3 separate regions of the Mus musculus genome follow, and all the other regions are linked to region 3. Evidence: chromatin contacts called from public Hi-C and HiChIP or PLAC-seq data. All regions are on one chromosome and are shown on one strand. Each heading gives the region's core, a stretch centred on a gene start, on an enhancer-like site or on the middle of the called end of the contact. The rest is flanking DNA. Distances are from core to core; before and after follow the strand shown.

Region 1 (2,700 bases), core at 201-2,700, 240 kb before region 3:
TAAGTCAAGGTTACCTACCACACTGCGTAGCTAATCTTGGCTGGGGGAGATGGAAGACCCAGTGCCTTAGCATGTCTGCCTTACTTTTCTTCTCTGCAAAACAGAATTATATCTCCCCTTCTTTGTAACCATAGTCTGTCAATGTACATACATTGCCCCAGGTACATGTAAGTCAGCCCTTACAGAGCAAACCACCCTGGAGAGGAAGAATGTGCTATTTGGGGCTGCCTGATAAGCAGGCTAGCATCGTTGTCTTCAGAGTATGTGGAGAGGATTCGGTGAGCACACGGTCTGAGGTGCATAAGAGATGGCCACCAGCACTGCTAAGTACAAATAAGGATCCAGCCTGGAGTCATTGAGGAGCTGTCTCTAAAGACCGTGGGTCTCCTTTCAACAGGGAAGGTGTTCTGCTGCTCTCTGGTCCCCTACAGAGGCCTCCTGCCTTGGAATGTGACTCATAACACCATCACCCTTTTCTGACTGTTTCCCAGCTTCCTATTTCACTGAGAACAGAACCCCACCTCCATCCTACAGCCAGAGGCCTCATCTGCGGCCATCCAATCTTGCCCTCCTCAGCCAATCCCACTGCCTGAGACAGAGGGTCTTTGCAGTTAGCTCTTCTTTCCATTTAAGCCTGCTCCTGGAGTAGCTCTCTTAGTCATGTATTCCTGAAACTACTGACTTCTCTGCCTGGTTGTTACCCAGTCTCCATTTAGGATGTGTCTCCCTAGCTCCCACCCTGTAGCAAGCCCTGGGCTGTCAGCATGCAGATCTGTGGGGTTTGCACCCCAATTCACGAATGTGGTAATTTCAGGCAATCCCCATGTCTACAGAGACACCTCAAGTGGTGCTTCTGTCTGCCTGAAGCACTCCTGTTATTCACCTGCCTCATGAGACCCTTGTCTTGAGACCTTGTCATGAGACCTTGTGTGGTGCTTGGGTCTTCCGTGCCATACCCAGAAGGGCAAGCTGGCTGTATAGGAAAGGATGGTGATTCTGTTGGGGGCAGGTAGCTCCCCAATAAAGAGTCACATGTGAGAGACACCTGCATGGGTAGACTGAGCACCGGGGGCACAGATCAATATTCACAGGGTGCTGAGAAGGGCAATCTTGGAAAGAGTGTCTGTCCTGCCAACCTCTGCTGAGGTCTGCAGAGAGAAAAACATCCATAGCCTCTGGAGTTAAGTCTCTTTCCCAAAGAGCCGCTAGGCTGACACCACCCCACCCCAGGGAAGGTGGGTGTGTGTGGTGAGAAGGCTGGCTGAGAACGGAGGCCAGTGGGGAGGCCCTACCCAGCACGGCCCCCACTGCCCACAGCTCAGCGGCCCCCACTGCCCACAGCTCAGCGGCCCCCACTGCCCACAGCTCAGCGGCCCCCACTGTCCACAGCTCAGCGGCCTCCACTGTCTGCAGCTCAGCGGTGACTCATCCAGGCTCTGACTTCAACACCCTCTGCACATTAATGAGGCTTTAGCGTGACAGAAGAACAGGGAGAGAGGGAAAAGCAGGCTCAGGAACATTGTACAAGCACCTATTTGCAAAAACCTGAGCACCGCACACACTCACCATGTACAATTATCTACACACACACACACACACACACACGGACTGGCACACTATATTTGTTATTCATGGTCACGTGCACATACTGCACTGTATATTCTCACATACATACTCCCATGTACATAGACACACTACCTCCTGTACACACTCATGCACACACACACTCATGCACATACTGTATACTCACTGCACACATAGGCACATGAGCACACTGTATTTGAAATGCATTCTCATGCATACACACTGCATTAAATATTCACACATGCACATAGTCATACTGACCTTCCTGTGCACACACTATACACAGTGCACTTGCTTCAGTCTCTGGGTCCCCACACCCAAGCCTGACAAGAGCAGCAAGTTGTCCCATGTGTGCCATGTGTGCACACGCAGTTCACCAGGCACATCATAGTTTGGTATTTTCATTTGAAAACTCACTTCAGTTGACGCTCTTCTAGGTTAAAAAGTTCTCTGGTCTTCCTCTCAGTAGCCTGCTCATAGCCAGTATGAAAACTTCCATTCCAGTTTTAACAAGGAGAGAGGGAAAGAGATGGGGAGAGAGTCTGTCTCAAACTGTCTCCAACTCAACTGGGTCTGAACCCTGAAGTCAAGTTAGCCTGATCATAACCCAGCTAGAAACTCTAACCCCAGCAAAACACCCAGCTTTTGGCTACATCTTTGTTGCAGTCCTAGGGGATCTTAAACCACAACATAATATATCATATTTGAACTGGAAAGCCAGCGATATCGGGAACATTAAGCCTCAGTGTGCTGCTTACTTCTCCGAGACTCAGAGGCCGGGGCTGGAGAGGCGACTGGGTCACTTGATAGTTAATGTTTATCGTCACCTTTACGGGACTGAGAACATTCCAGAACTTAGCAAACCACATGTCTGGGTGGTCTTCAAGGACCACCAGGGTTAGATCATGAGGACTTGGACCCAATGCATAGTTTAAATCACTGATGGATCTAAAATATGAGTAGACTTTTGGAAGATACCAAGACTGGGATAGAGGCCTGGTCTGAGGAATAGCTCCCTGGAAGTGTGTCTGTCCAGGCTCTGTGTTGTATTGCCCCTTCCTGTTATGGCTCTATTCTGCTTCCTGTTGCCATGGAGTGAACCCCCGGTTTCTCTAC
Region 2 (2,700 bases), core at 81-2,580, 130 kb after region 3:
AACTAGTGAGAAACCATCTTGAAAGTACTGGGGAAGGATTCTGCAGTTCTTAAGTGACACTAGGACCTCCGGAAAGACCTACGACGGCCTAGTGCTACAGGACTGCGATCTTAGCAAATCTGGGAGGCAGAGGCAGGAGGGTTCCAAGTTCAAGGCCTGCTGAGGCTGAGATTTCAAGGCTATCCTGGGCAACTTCTGGAGATCCTGCTAAAAAAATAGAAGCAAGCAAACTGGGGACACACAACTCAGTGGCGGGACTTGCCTAGGATGTACAAGGTTTAGGTTTAGTCTCTAAGACTGAACTCCTGCTCCCTCCCAAAGTAAAAAGGCCTCTTCAATGCCTGTCCTGTGTGAAAGGTGACTGGACTCACTGGCCTTTTAACATATACCAGTAAAACTATGCGCTCCCAAGTTGCGGAGTAATCGGGATGAACCCTAGCCCCACCCTGCTAAGGGGCAAAAACCATGTAGTTATTGGAATTTTTTTTTTTTCAGTCATTAAAACAGAAACTCAGGAAGGAGATCATTAGAAGGCTCTGAAAAGGCCAAACTACTGTGAGAGGACCGGAAGCTGAACCTTCAAAGTCCTGGTAACTCCTCCCTGTTCTAGTGAAGAGTGAACTTTAATGGAAAGTAACTCTTGCAGAAGTGTCAAAGACGTCCCAAAAGTTCAAAACCATCCCACATTGCTGAAAGGAGGCCAAGTGTGCGCATAAAACCCAAAGCCCTGCTGGGGAGGGTTAACTTTCAGAAACTTGTCTAACTTTAAAGGTGTCCCTCGCAAAGTTGGAAGGAAACTACCTGTGGGCTACTTCACTGTGGGATGGAAAGAGGGCGTCGCTCCGGGGCGCCGGGGGCCACCCTGACACCTGGGGGCCTTGGGTGGGGCACAGCCTGCTGGTCCCGCCGCCCTAAGGGGTCTGTGGGGGGCTGCGTCCCGCGCTGAGCGTAAAGGGGTGCAAGGGGCCCTGGAGTGCCGGGGCCCGCCCGCCCGGCCTCCGCGACCCTCCGGACCCCGCCCGCTGCAACTTACCCCGAGCAGGCACACTTTAAGTTCCCTCAGCGCCATGGCCCGGGAACCAGGGGTGCGGGCCCGCCGCCGCCCTAAGTTGAGGAGGGAGAGGCCCGGCCCAGCACCAGCATCCCCCGGCGCCGCCGCCTCACCGCCAAGTCCCGGCCGAGCACTCCGGGCGGCCGTGCGTCCGCCGCCGCCCTCCGGTCCGGCCGACCCCGTCACTTGTCCGGCGGAGTCACCTCAACAGCCGGGACACCGCCTTGGCCTCCCGGGCGCTACCGCCGCCGCCATCTTGGGACGCCAGCTGGGTCACCTGACCTCCCCGCCCACTTCGGCAGCCACCTTCTCCGCGAGGGCGGGGCGGCCGGCTCGCAGCTCACAGGCGGGTGGGCGGAGCACCAATGGGCGGAGCCTCAGCGTCGCCCCACCCTCCAGCTCCGCCTCAGCCCCATCTTCTCTAAGGAGTGGGCGGGGCGGGATGGGGCGTAATCTTGAAGCTACCACGCCTCTAGCTCCACCTTCCACCCGTCCCAAGATGGCGGCGGGTGAGTGAGGCCAGGCTGGTGGGCGGAGCGCGAGGGATGGGCGTGGCCTCTGGGCTCGCCCCCGCCTCCAGCCCCGCCCTCTGGCACATCCTAAGATGGCGGGTGAGTGGGGTCTAGGCTCAGGGGTCTCCGACGGCTCCCCTTCCCCTCCCCGAGAGCCCCCCTCACCCCACCTCCGCACGAGCCCGGGACTCGCCGCCCGCGCAGCCCCGTGTAGCTCCTTGTGTGTCTTTTGATTTTTTTTCAGAGATCCCTCTGTACTTTGTGGACTTGCAGGATGACTTAGAGGACTGTAAGTAACAGTTGGGGCGCCCCGCCCCTCCTTGGGTCCCTCCCAGAGGACTGTGGGGTGCACTTAGACGGGACAGGAGCCTCAGGTCGAGCCTATCTCGAGCCCGCTTCTTCTCAGGTGCCCTTCCCTCCTGGGCTAGGACTTGGGTCTGTTGGAAACTTTGTCTTCCTGTCACTTTCTCCTCTGGCTGCGCTAGGAGCTGTGAGAGGGAAAGCCAATCCCAACCTGGGAGGAACCTCCTTGGGTTCCTAGTTAGGGCTTGGGAGTGACGCCCTACTTGTGGGCCTGGCCAGCTCCATGTCTTCATGGAGCCCACTGCTTTCCATGTTTTGAGTGGGTCTCTTCCACTTGACCCTTCTCAGCCTCCACTTCTTCTCTGGAATTATTTTAAGAGACAGTAGCTGAGAGAGATGCCACCTTCGAAGTGCAAGTTCCAATTTGTGGCTAATGGACAAACGAAGCTTTGGCTTGTCTATCCAATATAGTTTTTCAGCGCCTACCTCTACTTGCTCGGGCCATTTGTTGGGCTTATGAATTTACAAAGATGAACTAGATCTCCCTCACAAGCCAGAGGGGAGCAGGAAAAAAAAAAAAAAAAAACCCAGGGAGGCTTGCTGGTGGTTGAGGTCAAATCACCTCAGATGACACAAATCACCACAGTCAACTGGGGCTTCCTGAGTCCCAGCCCTAGGAGTTACTTCTGTCCCCTTCCCTTCCCTACCTGAAACTCCCTGACAGGAGTTGATGTTGACTGAGAATGTTTGGTAGACCATTGCAGTGTTGAGCACATTTGATCCCTGAGTGTGTGTGTGTGTGAGTGTGTGTGTGTCAACTCTATTAGTGTAGCA
Region 3 (2,700 bases), core at 94-2,593:
AGCAGGGGTGAAGCCCAGCCTGCTGCGTACTCCCAATACCCCCTCCCTCATCCCTCCATTGTGCCTCCTATACGGAGCACCGAAGCTCTGGCTGTCTGCAGCAGCGTCCAGCCAAGGCTCCCTACACCCCAGATGTGTCTGCCTCTCTGTTTCTTGATTGCAGAAGGGGGCTGGCTGGGGATCTCTGCCACATGTCCTCCCTCGGCACTTTCATTCAAGTCTCAGACTGAATACTATCTCCTCAAGAAGACTAGCATTAGTGCCTCCCCCCAAAACATCACCCCCCCCCCTCTCTTCCACCCACCATGGCCACATGTTGATCAGTGTTAGAAGGGCTTTTAATTCATTCATGTCTATCTTCTAGACAATGTAACCCCATCTCAGCATCTTCCCGGTGGGCTCAGAAATGCCTGGGGCCGGGTGGAAAGGGCCTGAGAACATAGGTGACTCTTGAGGATACAGGGACTGGTGAAAGCCAAAGGCCACTTGTGGCCTCCCTGGTGGGAAAGACTGAAGCAGTTTCTCTGTAGCTTCCATATGGAGACATGTGGGCACAGAGAGGGGCTTGGCACAGGGCTTCACAGTAAGCAGAGGCTTGGGTCAGCTAGATCCCGGCTGGGGACAGAGGTCAGGGCGTTCTAGGAGGAATGTGGGGGCTTCTTGCTGTAACAGGGAAGGTCATTTGGAATGGCTCAGCAGGTCCTGTGCTACCTGGTTACATACGCTAAATCAGAGGGTGCTTCCGGGCTGGGCTTCGTTCGCTATGCCCACTATGGAGAGAGCTGACAGAAGAAAGCCTCTTTTAGTGAGGAGAGAAGTGGTGGGCAGAGGCCAGGGCCTCGAAACCCCCAGGCCTTGCCACCCTGGCAGAGAGAGAGACCCAGAAGCATTCTCCTTGGCAGAAGGGAAGAGCCTAGTCTCGGCTGTGAAAAAACAAAACAAAATTAATGTTCTCCACTGTGTGTGCAGTCACGTTGACAGGGAGGCAAAGCCCGTGCGGTTGATAATTTCACAGTGCAAGTCCCAGGAGAGCAAAAGAGCTTTTTTTCTTTTTAATAAAAAGTTTAGATTGTACACAGCTCTCGGAGGCCCGTTAGCTACCAGACTCTGCCTAGCAGAGGCCGTTGTTTCTTTGCTTTTCTCTAAGCGAATGTGTTTAATCTCCCAGCGGTACCACCGAGCAAAGAAGCAGTGTGTGTGTGTGTGTGTGTGTGTGTGTGTGTGTGTGTGTGTGTGTGTGTGTGTGTGTGTGCTGCTGACGCTCGCTCGGCCTCTCCGTGTGTCCTCTCCTGGGAGCCAGGGTGACTCAGGCTCTGGCTGGAGCCTCTGACGCAGGTGGAATTGCATTAGGGCCCTGGCAGGGGCTGGTGCAGGGCCATTAGTCACTGATGAGGGCTGGGGGCAGGGGTTGTTCCCACTTACAGAGGTGGGCTTCGGGTGGCAGCCGTCCACCTCCCGTCTGCTCAGAGCTAGTCACCTGAAGAGATGGAAGACCCACTTCCACAAAGGGCAGAAATCATCCGTCCACACTGGAGGACTCTCCTATAGTCCAGGCAGCCCCCTCCTCCATGCCAGCCATTCTGTGGTCATCTCTGTTTTCTCACAGAGCTCAGCCCACTCCTTCCGGCTCCTTCAGCCCCTGCTCAGCTGGGTTGTCGCCCCCTACATCTCCATCACACATTTATCAACAACATCCTGTTTATTCACTTGGATCTCCAGAACAGCAGACCTCCTGTCAGGGCCCCTGCTGGGCCTCCCGCTTGCAGTGTCACCTGGCCCTGCAGGCGGGAGCTTACCAAACACTGGCTGAATGGGTAAATGCCGCCCGCATCCTGTCTGGAGGCTCAGGATGGGCTATTAAGTATCTACAAGGCACACACTGGCTTTAAGCACTCTCCATACTGCTTTTTCAGAAAGAATGGACGGAGCCAAACGCAGACATAAGACCTGGAGGACACTTGGCTCTCTTGGGGTAGTTGGTTTTAGAGCATCGAGGGTAACTCCTGTCTCAGATCAGGAGGCCACGGGACCTGACACTGTCCCAGGCACCCCAAGGGACCGAGAGGTCCTGAACCCCTTGAAAGAGCCATAGGTCGGTCAAGCCTCCTGCCCTGGCCCTGAAGGCCTGCCCCACAGCAGGTGACTGGCAGAGGGCTCTAGGCCATCCAGCCCCCAATTAGAAAACCAACAACACTGTGCAGACTTGTTGAGGGGGGCCTCCTCCCAGTGTGTTGCCCTTCCTAGGGGGCATTTAATAATTGATATCTTAGTCCTGGGGTACCTTTTAAATCTCTTAGACTAAGGGGAGAAGTAACAAGCAAAGGAGGTCTTGTTTGTTAAAAGAAATGCAAGACACCTCAGGAGGGAGTCCGGCTTTCAGACTCTGAGCTGAAGAGGGTCAGGGCTCTGTTCCTCTCCCTCCACTTCCTTCAGAAGTTCTAGGCTAAGTAGAAAGGGAGAAGAGAATGTGGCCAGCAAGATGGGAGTGAGACTGAGGCTGGGATGGATAGGTAGTAGCTCCTCCCTGACAGTAGGCCTTGGAGAGCTGAATTCGTAGGTGGTCAGGATAAGGCTCAGAAGCAAGCTCATGTGTCACAGGTCTGGGCTTAGAGAACTGGCTGCCTGGCCAGCTTACAACAACAGAAGAGCAGAAGGGCTGGGCACAGGGCATCTTTGCAGTGCTTCTAAGTGTGTAAATTA

Evidence for each region. A called contact is a pair of places that touch in the nucleus more often than the background predicts. HiChIP or PLAC-seq counts read pairs in DNA pulled down with a chosen protein or histone mark.
Region 1: a contact with region 3 is called in an HNF4G HiChIP or PLAC-seq map of pancreatic cancer cells. The contact joins two enhancer-like sites. A contact is called at or near these places in 1 of 484 Hi-C or Micro-C datasets (muscle stem cells) and 1 of 115 datasets of contacts at active chromatin or transcription factors (pancreatic cancer cells).
Region 2: a Hi-C map of muscle stem cells shows a contact between it and region 3, with 2.8 times the contacts expected there. The contact joins the promoter of Rab22a here to the enhancer-like site in region 3. A contact is called at or near these places in 5 of 484 Hi-C or Micro-C datasets (muscle stem cells, nephron progenitors and uterus), 2 of 115 datasets of contacts at active chromatin or transcription factors (the 230-238 cell line and pancreatic cancer cells) and 1 of 9 other capture datasets (pancreatic islet).

Annotation. Positions count from the first base shown.
Region 1 is chr2:174,024,376-174,027,075 of GRCm38.p6, reverse strand. No RefSeq gene overlaps it. Among named protein-coding and RNA genes, the nearest start is that of Gm30143, 6.5 kb to the right of the region's middle. Within about 2 kb of position 1,450, at least 32 of the 459 cell types and tissues checked have an H3K27ac peak or open chromatin away from gene starts, as enhancers often do. A contact at or near this core is called in muscle stem cells and pancreatic cancer cells, where this site is marked.
Region 2 is chr2:173,658,475-173,661,174 of GRCm38.p6, reverse strand. It overlaps Rab22a (RAB22A, member RAS oncogene family), which reads right to left and starts at 1,330. Exons shown (of 7, transcript NM_024436.3): 1 at 1,034-1,330. The coding sequence starts at 1,069. It also overlaps the pseudogene Ppp4r1l-ps.
Region 3 is chr2:173,789,069-173,791,768 of GRCm38.p6, reverse strand. It overlaps the pseudogene Gm14371. Among named protein-coding and RNA genes, the nearest start is that of Vapb, 53 kb to the right of the region's middle. Within about 2 kb of position 1,343, at least 109 of the 459 cell types and tissues checked have an H3K27ac peak or open chromatin away from gene starts, as enhancers often do. A contact at or near this core is called in muscle stem cells, nephron progenitors, pancreatic cancer cells and 2 more, where this site is marked.